Regions from separate parts of the Mus musculus genome. Here region 2 is linked to region 1. Evidence: chromatin contacts called from public HiChIP or PLAC-seq data. All regions are on one chromosome and are shown on one strand. Each heading gives the region's core, a stretch centred on a gene start, on an enhancer-like site or on the middle of the called end of the contact. The rest is flanking DNA. Distances are from core to core; before and after follow the strand shown. Region 1 overlaps Arrb1 (arrestin, beta 1). Region 2 overlaps Pgm2l1 (phosphoglucomutase 2-like 1).

Evidence for each region. HiChIP or PLAC-seq counts read pairs in DNA pulled down with a chosen protein or histone mark.
Region 2: a contact with region 1 is called in an H3K4me3 HiChIP or PLAC-seq map of bone marrow-derived macrophages, with 7 times the contacts expected there. The contact joins two enhancer-like sites. A contact is called at or near these places in 1 of 39 promoter capture datasets (liver) and 1 of 115 datasets of contacts at active chromatin or transcription factors (bone marrow-derived macrophages).

The regions. Positions count from the first base shown.
Region 1 is chr7:99,546,661-99,549,554 of GRCm38.p6, forward strand. All of the region lies in intron 1 of Arrb1 (arrestin, beta 1), which reads left to right. Among named protein-coding and RNA genes, the nearest start is that of n-TEctc3, 4.1 kb to the left of the region's middle. Within about 2 kb of position 1,376, at least 37 of the 459 cell types and tissues checked have an H3K27ac peak or open chromatin away from gene starts, as enhancers often do. A contact at or near this core is called in bone marrow-derived macrophages, where this site is marked.
Region 2 is chr7:100,267,526-100,270,419 of GRCm38.p6, forward strand. It overlaps Pgm2l1 (phosphoglucomutase 2-like 1), which reads left to right. Exons shown (of 14, transcript NM_027629.3): 11 at 1-90; 12 at 592-781; 13 at 2,803-2,894. Among named protein-coding and RNA genes, the nearest start is that of P4ha3, 17 kb to the right of the region's middle. Within about 2 kb of position 1,521, at least 1 of the 459 cell types and tissues checked has an H3K27ac peak or open chromatin away from gene starts, as enhancers often do. A contact at or near this core is called in bone marrow-derived macrophages, where this site is marked.

The DNA.
Region 1 (2,894 bases), core at 126-2,625:
GGCTAGGTGCCAGACCTCTACTACAGGCATGTCCCTGGAGTGGCCCAATCTACCACAGTGGACATTTAGGGAGCAGTTTGGTTTCATGTGCCACCTAAGGGTGGACCCTTTCTCCGTAGCTGGAGTATTGGCTTTCTTGGAATTCTTATGAACGAAGAGCAGCCTCTTTTAGGTTGGGATTTTCAGAAACGGCTTATTCCCTTTCTCCTGGTCTGTGTCACCCTTCACTCCTCCACCCGAGCGAGCAGAAGTTTCTCTGTCTTACCAGCCCCTGGGGTCTGAGATAGGAAGTGGGGACAGCTTCTTGTAGCACTTGTATGTCTGGGGGAGAAAGAAAGTAAGTGGCTGGAACATTCCTTTTGGTGGTTTTTATTATTATTATTATTATTATTATTATTATTATTATTATTATTAAAGACAGGATTTTTCTGTGTAGATCCGGCTATCCTGGAATTCTGTAGGCCAGGCTGGCCTTTAACTCAGAGATCCACCTGCCTCTGCCCCCCCCCCGAGGGCTGGGATCGAAGGTGTGTGTCAAGCTACTGCCACCACCACCCAGCTGTCTGTAACGTTCTTTTTATTTTATTTTTTTAAAAGATTTATTTATTTTATATATGTGAGTACACTATAGCTGTCTTCAGACACGCCAGTAGAGGGCATCAGATCCCATTACCGATGGTTGTGAGCCACCATGTGGTTGCTGGGAATTGAACTCAGGACCTTTGGAAGAGCAGTCAGTGCTCTTAACCACTGAGCCATCTCTCTAGCTCCAACTGTAACATCCTGTTTGTTTGTTTTTGGTTTTGTATTTTGAGACAGGATTTCTCTGTGTAGCCCTGACTGTCCTGGAACTCACTCTGTAGACCAGGCTGGCCTCAAACTCAGAAATCTTCCTGCCTCTAACTTCCAAATGCTGGTATTAAAGGTGTGCACTACCACTGCCCGGCTGGCTGTAACATTCTTAAGAGAGTGGCAAGGGCGTTTCAGTTTACAGCTGGACAGCAATCCAGGATTAAGACTCAGAAGCCACTAACAGAACAGGGGACCCTCGTGCACGCTGTGGGAGATACATCTGATAGGACTCAGAGATGCAGTGGGAGCTCTGTGGGACAGGCATTCAGCAGGGACTGGAACCCTGCCCCCCATGGTGGCTCGAGTTTCATAGCTTTCAGTAAGGAGTTTCTTAGGAATGCAGACTACTTCAGACACACACACACACACACACACACACACACACACACACACACACGGTGGGGAGAGAGAGAGAGAGAGAGAGAGAGAGAGAGAGAGAGAGAGAGAGAGAGAGAGAGAGAGAGAGAGACCTGGGTTGAAGCTAGCTATAGTAGTGCAGGCCTATAATCTAAGCACATGGTAGAAGGATGAGGTCACCCTGCTCTGCACTGTCAGCTCCAGGCCAACCAGGGTGGCATTGTGGGTCCCTCCCCCACCTTTTTTAGTTAACAAAACAAAAACAAATAGGTCAAGAAATCAAGGGGGAAACTGTCACAAACAAGCAAGCAAGCTGCACATATCTAAAGCTACTGGGCAAATGGCACCGGAAGCAAGATTACTGGGGGCAGCAGGGGTTCAAGCTTCCCTCCAGCAGAGCAGATCTTGCAGAAGCCCACTGGAGCAGAGTGCAAGGCGGGGGTGTGGGGGGGTGTTGTTAGTTTTAGGAGACACAGCCTCTGCTTGGGCCTGTGGCCCGGAAAGAGCATGTGTGCTGGTCTGTGTGGTTTAGAGTGCCGTCTTTAGGGACACTGAGGCCAAGCGGTGTGGGAGAAAGGGCAGCAGGCTGGGTTTGCACCCCACCATACCTGTCTCTGTCTGTGGGTGAGATGCTAAATTGTGGGGAAGTGGTACCCCTTCTTTCTCACTGTAGTGACTGTGCTAATGAGTGCACCCAGAACTAACAGGGCTCATCTGGTGGGTAAGATTTTTGTCATGAGTCTGTGTGGCCCCAGGGCTGTGGGAGAAAACTGAAGGCATTTAAAAAAAGACTTAGTAAGGAGAATTTTGATTTTTTTCTTTTTTGGCAAGTTTTTTTTTTCAATATCCTAAAAAGGACAAAGCTGATGACACGTTATAATCAAGCAGTTAATATGCACACTGCTCTTTCTAGCATGCAGCAGCGAGGTGCCTTTTCTGCAGCCATTCAGCAGCTATGATTGAAATCACCCTTTTGCAGAATGAACCCTGTTGCCGGGAATTTTCAGAGGACTATGGTGAGCCCTGTCCTGGCCACAGGCGGTCCTGGGTTTCTCCAGCCACAGCTTCTTTATGAATGAGATGGTATCTGGGACAGAGGTTACCTGAATCCACACTCGCTGTAGAGAAACCCATTCCCTGTCCTGGGCAGGCTCAGCTCAGACATCCGGTCTGAACGGTGAGGTGGGCATGTCTTCTAAGGCTGCTCCTTGCAACCAGCTCTGGCCTGGGCCAACCCACTGGTCTTCTGCCTGGTCTGTGGCTCAGTATATGGCCTGGAACCAACCCTTTTGTTTGGAAACACACCAGACCAAGGCCTTCCCAGCTTAAAAGCTCACCAGTTGTTCCCTACAGGAGCATCTCTGGTTTTCAGGTGGTACCAAGAACCCTGCAGTTCCTGTCCCTAACTTCCTGCCTGCTGTCCCCACACTGTGGACACTGGCTTGACCTCAATGGCCATTGACTTTCCATACCTGGGTGTCTGTCAGATCAGGCTTTGGGCCTGAAGAGCCCTACCCCCTAATTGATAGGAGCTTCTTTATATGTTGTTTTCAAGATGTGATTCACTATATATAAGCCACTTTGGCCTTGTACTCAAGGTGGTCCTCCTGCCTCAGCCTTCTGAGTACTAGTACTGTGTGCTCTTATACTTGTCTCCTTCCTTGCAACCTTCCATCTCCTCCACC
Region 2 (2,894 bases), core at 271-2,770, 720 kb after region 1:
GAGTGCAGCTGCTGTTGTTGCTGAGATGGCCTCTTTCCTGGATACCAGGAAGGTAACACTGATGGAGCAACTGACAAAAGTGTATGAAATGTAAGTTCTCATGTGATCTCACAACAGACCTGCCTTGCTTGCTTTTTGGTCGGTTGGCTGGTTGGCTGGTTGGCTGGTTGGCTGGTTGGTTGGTTGGTTGGCTGGTTGGTTGGTTGGTTGGTTGGCTGGCTGGCTGGTTGGTTGGTTGGTTGGTTTGGGGTTCTTTTCTTAGTTTGTTTTTGAGGAACAGATTCCTTCCTTCCTTCCCTCTCCCCCACCCCCTTTCTTTCTTCTTTCTTTTAAAGATAGGATTACTCTGTGCAGCCCTGGGTGTCCTAGACTCGCTCTGTAGACCAAGCTGGCCTCGAACTCATGGAGATCTGCCTGCATCTAACTCCCAAGCGCTGGAATTAAAACATGTGCCACCTTTTCCTGACTATATTTCTTTACTATTAATATTATCAGTATCACTTTCTATAAAATATTATGTTGGCTTATCTTTAATATGCACGTGTCCAAAAGTTCCCTAGAATCTGACTTTAGCTTTAAATCTTTGTGCAGATACGGTTACCATATGTCCAAAACTTCATATTTCTTGTGTTATGATCCACCTACCATCAAAACCATATTTGAAAGGATTCGAAATTTTGAGTCTCCAAAGGAATATCCAAAATTTTGTGGGGCTTTTGCTATTTTGCATGTACGGGACATAACCACTGGATATGATAGCAGCCAGCCAAATAAGAAATCAGTAAGTACCTTTTCTTTTTACAAACAATGAAGACAATTTAATAACTCAAGTCACCAAAAAAATCTAAAGCTGCAATAAGTTTCACCTAAGATCCAAGCCAGTGTGCTCATGTTTACTTGTTTACAGTGGTTAAGTTTAGAAGCAGCCAGATGGAAGAGACATGCAGGCAAGGTTCTACAAGTGGAGGCCTGGGCAAAACCCCCCAAGCCAGTAGTCCTCAGCCTTCCTAATGCTGCCACCTTTTAATACGGCCTCGTGTTGTGGTGACCCCCAACCGTAAAATTATCTTGTTGCTACTTTGTAACTATAATTTTGCTGCTCTTATGAATCACAATGTAAATATTTGATATGTGAACTCCAAAGGGTTGGAAACCCACAGATTGAGAGCAGCTATTCTCAGCACTGTCCAGGTGTACCACCTTCCTTCCCAGCATTCTGTGTGTTCAGCTAGAAGTTGAAACCCCAGAAAACACCTCTTTAAAGAAACAACTGAGCAAACAAAACCACCACCACCAACAAAAAACTTGTCATAAAAAAAGTGTCATAATTCATGGTATAGTAAAAGAGTGGCCTCTAGTTTCTTGAGGGGAGGACCTGTTGTTTTGTGCCACCAGACTATTTTCAAGGGCACTAACTGGTCTCTGACTTGATACTTATTACTCCCCTAATAATCATCCGTGCTGCTGGCGCAAAGGGAAGTGGGCTTGGAGAAGAGGGACCAACGGAGAAGAGGAAGCGAGGGAGGGAGGGAGGGAGGGAGGGAGTGCGCAGTGAGGGTGAATGATACGGGAACATGAAGTCTAAAGACTTCAGAGCCCTGCTGCAGCTTCCTGATTTTAACATGCTTCCAACCTGGCTCTCCATACCTCTAGTCCAATAAAACTGATTCTTTCTTTCTTTCCTTCTTTCTTTCTTTCTTTCTTTTCTTTTCTTTTCTTTTCTTTTCTTTTCTTTTTTTGTTTGTTTGTTTGTTTGTTTGTTTTTTTGTTTTTTCGAGACAGGGTTTCTCTGTGTAGCCCTGGCTGTCCTGGAGCTCACTCTGTAGACCAGGCTGGCCTCGAACTCAGAAATCCGCCTGCCTCTGCCTCCCAAGTGCTGGGATTAAAAGTGTGCGCCACCACGCCCAGCGAACTGAAGATTTCTTAAACACATATGCATTAGGTTTTTCTGTATTTTGGGTCAACTTGTTTGCCTCAGTTTACCTTTTCTCCTTTCTGCTGTAGGCTCATACCTCACCATTACTTAAGGTTTAATTAAGGCAAGAGCTGATGGTGACAGGGCACTTACCTAGAATGCTTGAGGCTTAAAACTTAAGGCAAATGTTACATCCTCCTTTGGAATTCCAGGTCCCATAATCAGTTTTTACAGAATGAGTGATTGTGTAACCTTTGGGTTGTATATTAGTGTTTTGTTGACGTCTACTTATGTCACTGTTGCATTGCACGTGGCAGGTCCATTTCCTCAGTACCTCTCAATGCTCCCACCTCTGTGGTATATGCTCAACAGACACTTACATGATAAGCTCTTACATTCATTTTATTGTAATTATGATGATAACTGTTAGCTTAAGTTCCATTTGTAATGTTCAAATGTTGTTTCAGTACTCTAATAATGTATTTAATCCATGTTTGCATCTTACCCATTTTAAATAATTTTGGTATTCTTTGAAAATTCCATACATGTATACGACATATTTTGATCTTATCCACCCCCGGTTCCTCATCCCAACTCTCTCTGGGATCCACCAACCCATCTCCCTCAAGACTTTATGTCCTCTTTTTTCATTTAAATTTCAAAACATGTAGTATGCTTATATTATTATATAACAGATTTCTTTAACCTTGATAAATTGAAATTCTGTACTCATTAAACAACTTTACACACCCATCTCCCAACTCTTGGCAATGACCAGTCCACATTGCTTCTGTGACTTAGATACCTTAGCTACTTCCTGCAACTGTGGTATATTTTATAGTTCTTGAAAATGAAGATATAGGTGTAAACTATTGCATTTTGAATAGGTACTGCCTGTGAGTAAAAACAGCCAAATGATTACATTTACCTTCCAAAACGGCTGTGTCGCTACTCTCCGAACAAGTGGGACAGAACCGAA